Linked DNA regions of Drosophila melanogaster: region 2 is linked to region 1. A link is a contact called in public Hi-C data. All regions are on one chromosome and are shown on one strand. Each heading gives the region's core, a stretch centred on a gene start, on an enhancer-like site or on the middle of the called end of the contact. The rest is flanking DNA. Distances are from core to core; before and after follow the strand shown.

Region 1 (5,070 bases), core at 1,401-3,900:
AAAACATAGACGCCCAGCTGCAGGACGGAGATGGCACGGAGGCGGCAGGAGCTGTCGGTCGATCCCTCGCCGCCAACGAGATGTTGTCCAAGCTTGCGCGCACAGCACCCTATTACAAAAGAAATCGGCCGCACATCTGCTCCTTTTGGGTTAAGGGCGAGTGCAAGCGTGGAGAGGAGTGCCCATACCGCCACGACAAGCCCAACGAGCCGGACGATCCGCTATGTGAGCAAAACATCAAGGACAGGTACTACGGACGCAACGATCCTGTGGCCGAGAAGATCATGAAGCGTGCAGCCTCGCTTCCCACACTCGAGCCGCCGGAGGACCGCAACATCACAACTCTCTATGTGGGGAACCTTCCTGAAGAAATCACGGAACCCGAGCTGCGAGATCAGTTCTACCAGTTCGGCGAAATTCGATCAATTGCGCTGGTGCCACGCCAGCAGTGCGCTTTTGTGCAATACACCAAAAGAAACGCTGCCGAGCTGGCTGCTGAGCGGACCTTTAATAAACTGGTGATCCAGGGCCGGAAGGTGAGCATTAAGTGGGCTCACTCTCAGGCAAAGCAGGGCACCGCTGCAAAGACAGACAGACGCTTCGACTTGGCCGGCATTCCACCGCCTAGCGCGAAGCCCAACGACTACTTCAATCTTCGCCAAGAGCAAATCAATGTCATGCCCGCCGGCATGAAGCTGCATCAGTTGCCATCAAATCTAGTTCCGGCGTCGGCTTACCAAATGTATGGTCAGCCTACTTATGCAGCTCCCTACGGAAACGCCACTTCCACAGCCCTTTCTTCCTCGGGTGTCAATTTGGATTCCATATCGATTCCTCCGCCACCGGGTCAAGTACCGTATCCAAGTCAGGACGCCAGTCGGATGGGAGCTGTTAAAAAGTAGGAAAACCCTGTGGTCTACAATGGTTCCAATTCAATAAATCATTTTTATAAAATTAAATACAAACTTTTTAAAGTGGTCAGTTCCATAAAAATGACTTAATATTAATAGAATTTATCCGTATGGACGAAATTGTTTTCGATTCGAATTGTTAAGAAAAAACACCAAACAATTAGAGAGGAGAAGATAATAATAAATGATTTAAACTCTAAAAAAAAAAAGAAAAAAAGAACAAATTTTCGTCACAAAAGCTTATATCAAAACTTTTGTACATATGTATGTTGATGTGCGTTCGTCACTCGTTTTTACCTTTAATAAATGCTTTTCTTTGATTTGGACGATATTTGGGATTAAAAAAAGTACACCAATGCACATGTACATATGTAAGTTCATTCTTCAGTATTTATAGGGGAACTTAACATTGGGATTATGACTACCTCCCTGCATTCCATTCATTCAGATTTCATCAGCTCATTACTGATCATTAAAAATCTCGATCAAATTAATCACAGGTTAATTTGTATTAAAAAAAAAAACCATGACCTGAACCTATGTTCTAGGAAATCATCGCATAGCGCAAAATCAAAATCACGCATAAGCGCTATAAATGATAGCTCAATTCATCTCTCTACACCTCTTTTTATTCACTTAATCCTCTATCAATTTTAATGAAAAAGTGAAATTTCAGTCATTTATTAATAAAAATGTATTTTCTTAATTAGACTTATTTAAATTATGCATAGGATTTAAATTTAAGAATACAAATACATATATATGTATGTGAAATTCCAGAGTCTTTGGCGTCCTGTCCTACGGAGTTAGGACCAGCTTCTTTTCAGTTCACATGTCCGATTTACCTTAAGGTAAAATAATGTATAATTATGTATACAAAAACGAGTTAAACCAATTTACCTTAAATTATCGTTTCTGTGAGTAGTGTTTGTTGCTTATTGTAAAATAAATCCATTACCTGTAATTATTATTGAATTAAATTCCAAAATATTTACAATTTTTTTTTAAAACAAGCACTCAAAATCGCGTCTACTTCTCACAAAAGTCTATAGGCAAGTGATCTGCAAACATGTTCTATGTACATTACAAATTTAAAATTTAAATTTAAATTTGCAATTAAATAAAAAATCGCATACTGAGACCTTCGGTTAGAAATTAAAAAGCGATGAATTTGTTTTCAAAATCATCGCTTATTCCTCGTTATGATTAAGAACATTAGCATCGCTTTAAAATTTTAAGAGAGAGATGATGTAATATTTTTTAATAGCGATGAATTGTGGGACTACAGGGTAGGTAAAGGTTACATATGTACAGGTGCGAGCAGTGCAAATATGTTTATTCTAATGAAATCTTAGACTAACTGTAAATTATATAATGGCTATATTTCTTTTACCCGTCACTCTTACTCTTCTTTACTTCCAGAAAGGGGGTTTTGTCTTAGCTAAACATATGATTAATGTATTCTATGTTTTTTCAATATTCATTCCAATATACAATTTTACAATTAATGGTTTTGCAACAGCTATTTTGAAGTTAATTATTGCTTGTTTTGTAGTTTTTACCGATAAATCACACGTGTGCAAGCGATCGCTTATTAAAACAGTAATAAGTAATAATATTTAAAGTAACGACCAAACGATTGGGAATAATCTTTCCAGCGATTTAAACCTTGAAATAAAAAGTAAGTGTCATCCCCGTATGATTATGCGCACATTCGCAGGGCGACGCGTGCACCTAGGCGAGAGTTTTAAAACTTGTTCAGCGGATCTTGATCATTACATTCTCAAGTCTGTCGTACAGCACGTTTAAGCCCGCTGATAGTAAATCAGAGCAATGGCAACCGTGTTTCTTGGAACTGTCGTGCACACCAAGTCGTTCAGCGAGTTTGAGTCCTTTGAAGGAGGATTCCTGGCAGTGGACGACGCTGGCAAGGTAGGCAATTTAATGCCCAGAACAAAACAATGAGCAATGAACAATTTCGCTCACAGATAATAGGAGTGGGACAAGACTACCATGCGTGGGCAAGCAGCAATCCGGCCCACGCCAAGGGTCTGACCGAGGTTCACCTGTCGGACTACCAGTTCCTCATGCCGGGCTTCGTCGACTGCCACATACACGCCCCGCAGTTTGCGCAACTGGGACTGGGACTAGACATGCCTCTTCTGGACTGGTTGAACACATACACTTTCCCGCTGGAGGCGAAGTTTTCCAACCACCAATACGCCCAGCAGGTCTACCAGGGTGTGGTCGTAAGTAGTACTTGGGAGCACACAAACGTCTTATCGATGGGTCGCACCGGCCGTCTATTTTTATTAGCTGATAATGATAATATTACACCCCAGGAAGCAACACTGCGGTGCGGAACCACTCTGGCGTCCTATTTCGCCACCAACCATCTGGAGTCAACGCTGACCTTGGCGCGGGAGGCGGTGCGTCAAGGCCAGCGGGCACTGATAGGCAAGGTCTGCTCCAACTGCAACAGCCCCGAGTTTTACGTGTAAGTACAGAGCGTGACGGATTTGGTCTGGTCAACTCAATGTTGTTGCTCTGCACAGGGAGACTGCGGAAGAGTCGGTCAGTGCAACCCTGGCTTTCGTGGAGGGCGTGCGGAAGCTCGGCAGCCCGATGGTGATGCCAACGATTACGCCCCGCTTTGCCCTTAGCTGCAGCAAGGAGCTGCTAAAGAGTCTGGGCGATATAGCAAAGCGATTTGACCTGCATATCCAGAGTCACATCAGCGAAAACCTGGAAGAGATCGAGATGGTAAAGGGGATATTTAAGACCAGCTATGCCGGAGCATACGACGAGGCTGGACTGCTAACGAATAAGGTTAACTCTTTTAGGTTCCAGTATGTGTCCTTTCTTAACCTTTACTACCTTACAGACTGTACTGGCTCACGGCGTGCATCTGGAGGACGACGAGGTGGCACTTCTTAAAGTCCGGGGGTGCTCGGTAGCCCACTGTCCCACTTCGAACACAATGCTAAGCTCCGGTCTGTGCGATGTCCAACGGCTGGTGAGCGGCGGCGTGAGCGTAGGTCTCGGCACAGACGTTTCGGGGGGAAACTCCGTCTCGATTCAGGACGTTCTGCTCCGCGCATTGGACGTGTCAAAACACTTAGACTTTTTTAAGAAGCAGAACATCCGCGGGACGGGTGTGTCCAAAACACAAGATTTCAATTACCATCAGTTGAAGTACAAGCAGGCGCTCTACTTGGCCACTTTGGGTGGCGCCAAAGCGCTGTCCCTCGATCACTTGACCGGAAACTTTGCTCTAGGGAAGGATTTCGATGCTTTGTTGGTGGATGTCAGCGTCGTCGATAAACCCTTGCGGAGGCTGAGCGTCGATGAGCTGGTGGAGAAGTTCATTTACACAGGCAGTGACCGCAACATTGTAGAAGTTTTCGTGGCCGGCAAGCGTATTAAACAGGGATACCAATGAGTCACAGAGCAGTTCTACCTTTAACAGTGGCATTTCACAAGGAAACGTATAGAGAATTTATTTTTATAGTGGCAAACATTAAATGCTGAAACGGAATTTAGATAACCTCTAATATGCTTATTTATGTACACAGCTAAAAAGTAAAAGCAAATGGTTTTTTACTAGTTTTACATTTTATATTCGGAACAGCTATGTACAAATGCCATACTTTTTGCTTCCATCACTTTATAGATTAATCATATAATCATATATTGACTAATCGGTCAAGGGCATACCGCAATTAATCTAATTACAGCGAAAAAGTGTATATTAATATACACGAATAATTGATCTCTATTGTTTGATGGATAAGGCGTGAAATCATTGGGTAGTCGCCGAAGTCTGAAGGCTTTGTTCTTAACTTTCCGACGTTATTTTTGGGCGGACTGTTGTTGGATGCAATGGGAATGTTGGATTCGGGTTTTCTGTTACGCAAATTAAGTAGAATGTCCTCGGGCGTTCATAATTTTTAAAGTTTGTTTGAGCTATCTAAATTGCATACGCATACATATGCCAATACTTCAACTTTAAAGATTAAAGCTCACACTTTTACATGAATTTACATTAGATTCAGCTAAGAGTACGAAAATACGGGCTAACTGTGATATATATATATGTAGATATAAGACGCGTTTTACGCATTAAACATATTTTGCTGCGTGGCATCGTTTTCAAAAT
Region 2 (5,070 bases), core at 846-3,345, 1.4 Mb before region 1:
GGTGGAGCTGGGATTCAATGTGCACAGCTTCCACTGCACCGTGTTGCCCATGCCGATCTCCACATCCGACACCGACGGGCTCTTCACATTCAGCGACACACACGAGCCGATGCCACCGGAGATCTTCAACTCGCGCGAGCACTTCACCTCCAGCGTGGCATTGAAGGCCATCTTCAAGTCGTTGCGACCATCACGTGCGAAGACGCGTTGGAATGTCTGCTTGAAGAGCGATGAGTTGAACGAATCGCCCATGACCATGTGGCCGCCAGTGGAGTTGCATAGCTGCTTCATCTCCAGCAGTCCGGTTTGGTCCAGGGCACACGAGTATATGTCGACACTATGCCCGTTGGTGGCTGCCCGCAATGCCAAAGCATCATAGTGTTTGATAGCCTTCTTCATAAACCGCACGTTGTCCTTGTGGATGTCGTGATGCGAACGAATCGGGTGCTTCAGCTCGTCGTCGACCACCTGGCCGGGGCCCTGGGAGCAAGGGCCACCCACGAAGGTCATAATGCGACCGCCCGTATTGGGATAAGTGCACTCCAACAGGCCCACCGCAATAGATAGGGCGGCACCAGTGGAGCGCAGGTAACGCTTGCCCTGCGGCACCGGCCAAGGATCGCGTTGCAACTCGCTAAGCAGATCGCCCAGCGCCGCGTCGCACTGGCCGATCGGTTGCAAGAAGCGATGGGCGGGCGGCACAGGGGCCGCCGCTCCAGCCGGCTGGCCGGGCAGGTGCTGCTGTTGCTGCGGCCCCGGAGCCGCTCCACGCCCAATTCCGAGCATATCCTGCACCTGCTTGGCAGTCAGGTCCTTGGTACCACGAAACACATAGCTCTTAGAGCAGCCTTCCGCGCCCAGCTCGTGCACCTGTATCATTTTTCCGAAGGTTATCAGACCCACGAGAGCGTTGGTTGGCAGCAGACTTAGCGACATTTGCAACGAATCCTTGAGGGCGTCCAGCTCCTCCTCGTCCATGCAGGTGTCAACCAGGAAAATGAAGACGGGCGGCATGGTGGGGGCCCGTGTAATAGTATACTCAATAGTGCTGAATCCCGGAATCAGCTCCGCTGGTTGGTGCTGCTCGGAAATGGCAGCATATTGAGGGGGAAACTGGAATAATGACTGTCATAAACTGCCGCAGAGAGTCTAAAGATCACCATTGAGCTCACCGGATTGCGCTGAAAACAGAAGTTGCACACCCACAACTTAGCACGGTAGTCCACCTGGCACAGTGGATTCAGGATGGCCCTGCAGTTGCTGCGAGTGCACAAGACCGGCTCATATTGAATAGGCGGTAGGTCGGGGCGCTCCTTCAAAGGCTGGTAAAGACAAGCTAGGGGCACCACCAGCCGACTGGCTTCGATGCGACTTGAGGGCCACACATTCCACGTCAGCCGCACTCCGTCGCGGTCCTCGTTCTGCTGGATGAACTCCTCGTAGGTGGTCATCGCCGGAACACTTAAATGTAATACTTAAATCGGAAAAACCTCTGTTAGACCTCTGCCAATTGGAAAAATCGGTCGGTCAGGCCACGTCACGGATTGACAGCGAGTCGTGACACCTTTCGTGCTGGCGACGGCCAAAATACTCACGCGAAAGTAAACAAATTCGCGAGATGAGTCTTTAAGAGGCTCTTCAAATCAAAGCACTCACTCTGGAAACAATTTATACAAACGTACAAAACGTAGAAACCTAGACTACGAACTATTACAGAATTTTAAGTGCAAACGTTGCATGTTAGGGAAGACAGTTTTCAAGCGATACTATCGCATGCGCCCCATGCGATTGAATGAATGTTTTAATATGAGAAAAAAAGGGTGAAAATAAATATGTTTTGAAAATGATAAATAAAACAAGGTTCGCCCATAATTTTTTCAGTTAATTTTCTTAATGATATATATTGTTATTCAAGAAGTATATATAATATAAATAAATATAAATCGTATTCCTAGAAAAGCCCCTTATCGTTTTTCTTATCGCCCCAACTAAATTTTAACATTAAGTTTTTACCCAACACCCCATGTATCGATTGCTATCGATGGCCAAACTATCGCACCGTGGAGTGCATCCCTGGTGCAGCTGTTTACTCGGCATTGTGTGTGTGTGCGTGTATTTTTTAGAGTTGAGTTGTTTCTAAGATGGCGACGAAAAAAACGCGTCTTCTTATGTGAAAAATGCAATCATAACAACTCGAGTTTTCTGCTAATAAATGTGCGCTAGTTTGGAACAGGACCATTGAAAAACAGTGCTAAGCGTGTGCCGAGTGTTTTGCATGTGAAAGTTTTGGTGCGGTAGCGTAGTGAAAATGGCCACAAATATGTATCGAGTCGGAGGTGAGAAAAATTTTCGCGTACTCGCTTTTCTATCATCTTTCGTTATCGGCGCCGCCGTTTCACGGTGTGCGTGTTCGCTTCTGCATATGTGTGTGTGTGTCCAATGTGTGCGTATGCGTGTGTGTTGTGTCTGAGGAGGCTTTCCAACAATAACGAAAGTGCATTTTAATTGCCGAAAACCCTTTAGTGGGAGACCCGACGCACGTGTATGTGTGTGTGTGTGCGTGTATTATCAATCTCAAGAACAATCCGTCGAAAAGGAGAGACCTTTTCTATTTTTTTTAACTTCTTTGAAGGAGCCCCCTGCTGCTCTTGTGTCGCAGCTGCAGCAAGTGTTTTCGACGTGTTCCAACCGATAAGCATTAACTTATGCCCTAAGTGTATGCGTGTGTGTGTATTCTAGGGCTGGGGAACTGAATTGCATTTGCATTTGGATTTGGTTTTGCCGAATTGTGATCTCTCCAGCGTGTGTGTTTGTTTGACTATGTGCGAAAGTGTATCTCACTTTTGGGCTCACCGCCCACCCGCCTTTTTGTGTTTTCATATGCTAATGAGCTTTTGAGCATCTCCCCCCATCTCACGCCTCCCACTCCTCACCCTGCCTGACGCACTTTCTGTTAGCCATCTCGCTCGCGCTCGAGCGGTGACGTTATTGTGTTGTCTTCACCTGATTTTCGCAAGTGTGTGGGTGTGTGTGCTCTTTCGAAATGCAAATAAGCTCGGTCGGATACGCAAGCTTTCAATTAACGGAATCAAAATAAATATTAATGGCATATATACTTGTCGAATTATCTGCTCTTTATCGCCGAGAACTTTTTGTCTCCATCGGCGTTTTTTGTTAGCCGTTTTTAATGGCCACGCACACAGTTACACACCTTCGGCAATGCTTTCTCGCTGCCTCCACACTTTCTTTTTCATCTCTCTTCATCTATCTACCCATCTATCTGTGTATCTGCATCCCAAAATGTAGCAGAAGTGCACACGACGTTTGTATCTATGTATGTATGTACATACAGATAAACGGAATTTCTTTTATTTTTTATAATAGTCAACGACAGGTTCCGCTGCAGTTGTTGTAGGTATAAAGTTATATGGATGGATAGACCCATATGTATTTAATTGCGCTTTAGCTGGTAGTGGTGGTCGCACTTAGGTGGATGCGTGTATAGGTGTATGTGTGCGCTTACCTGTGACGTATTAATGGAGTTGCAGCCCCCCACCCTTCCATGCCCTTTTCTGACCCTTTTGCATCAGCCACCTCAAAAACTGTTTTTTTTTCAGACTATGTTTACGTTGAGACAACGCCGAACAGTCCCTACTTAATACGACGCATCGAGGAGCTGAACAAAAACCAAACCGGCAATGTGGAAGCGAAGGTCATGTGCTTCTACCGCCGCCGGGATCTGCCCAATCCGCTCGTGCAATTGGCCGACAAACACCAACGTGAGTAGAGAAACCCTGTTCCCTCGAAACCGCATCCATATCTTGCGTTACGTTACCTCTAAGTGTGTATATTTATTGTCAACAAAGTGAGGTTATGTTGCCAAGAGTCGTTGTCGTGGCCTTCAAACAAGTTAAGAGTTAAAACCTGACGACCAGATCTGCTAAGCACATGCCCACCACAAAACAACAACAAAATGAACCCGTAAGGGGCACCACTGTGTGCGCTGTGTCAAGGCATGTGGAAAGCGAAGCCACCCACCGAACCACCCAACCTCCCACAGTGCCACCCCATCCCGCAATCCTAGTCAAACTTCCTGAGCAACAAGAACCGCAATGACAACAACTGTGAGGGCGGAGCGAAAACGGATTTCGTCCAGCATCCGACTCATCCACATAAACAGGCAGTGGAACCTTCAAACAACCTGCCACATCAACTGGCAGTGTAACCACTCTACTTCGAACCAGAAGCACCATTGATCTACGTTCCAGTAGCGCAATTTGAATTATTCGTGTCGCAAATTAGAAAAAGCATTTAGCAAATAGTCTAAAAAGATATTGGTCATAGAAACTAGGTGTTTTGGGAACTGGTAATGAACATAAACACGCATCGTGGTGCGGAAATAGCCTGTAAATTATTAAGTTCAACCTTAGGCATACATATGTACATACGTTAAGGTGCCACCGGTTTGCTCTAATGATGCTCGACTGTAATGAGCTGGGCTGCACTATACTACCCGTAATGCGGTTGTTGCTGTTTTCGGTTGCTGCTAGGCGGCGCCGACGTCAATGTGAATGTGATACTTGGTTCGGCTGTAGGTAGACTACAGTAGTAGTCTGTCTACCTCTGAAAAGCTGCCACACATACCCATGCCCAACCCAACCCCAAACCCACTGACACTGCTGCTCTGTGTGCACGAAAATGTTCAAGTCAGAAGTTGGGATCTGGAGGGGATTGGAATGGAGCAGTGGAGTGGAGTGAAGCTATGGCGATGTGGCACACGCAGGAAGGCGCGCTTTGCATTTGTGTATACATACACACAGCGCCTTCATCCACTTCCTCTTCGCCGTTCCAAAAAACTCACAAAAACCATGCCCAATTGGGTTGAATTTTTGGCTTTGGCCACCCACTCGAATTCGATACGTGACCGTCGCGAAAATGCGTTTTCCGTGGGTCTGACCTGGCAGAGCAACCCACCCCAATCCACCACCCCATTCTACCTCCTACACTCCCACAAGACCAACAATGCCCATTAACACAGCCCCTTTCGGCCCCAACATCATCGGACCACTG

What was found. A called contact is a pair of places that touch in the nucleus more often than the background predicts.
Region 2: a contact with region 1 is called in a Hi-C map of the Kc167 cell line, with 5 times the contacts expected there. The contact joins the promoter of MTA1-like here to the promoter of DhpD in region 1. A contact is called at or near these places in 3 of 107 Hi-C or Micro-C datasets (the D17-c3 cell line, the Kc167 cell line and the S2 cell line).

Annotation. Positions count from the first base shown.
Region 1 is chr3R:4,226,818-4,231,887 of dm6, reverse strand. It overlaps DhpD (Dihydropterin deaminase), which reads left to right and starts at 2,650. Exons shown (of 5, transcript NM_141182.3): 1 at 2,650-2,843; 2 at 2,900-3,160; 3 at 3,254-3,408; 4 at 3,467-3,740; 5 at 3,796-4,501. The coding sequence starts at 2,745. The coding sequence ends at 4,353. It overlaps aux (auxilin), which reads right to left. Exons shown (of 13, transcript NM_164317.3): 13 at 4,370-5,070. The coding sequence ends at 5,027. CG14641 reads left to right here. Exons shown (of 1, transcript NM_141183.4): 1 at 1-1,109. The coding sequence ends at 902.
Region 2 is chr3R:5,645,763-5,650,832 of dm6, reverse strand. It overlaps MTA1-like (Metastasis associated 1-like), which reads left to right and starts at 2,095. Exons shown (of 13, transcript NM_169086.3): 1 at 2,095-2,336; 2 at 3,618-3,779. The coding sequence starts at 2,309. It overlaps Sec23 (Secretory 23), which reads right to left and starts at 1,768. Exons shown (of 5, transcript NM_169089.4): 1 at 1,173-1,768; 2 at 1-1,113. The coding sequence starts at 1,451.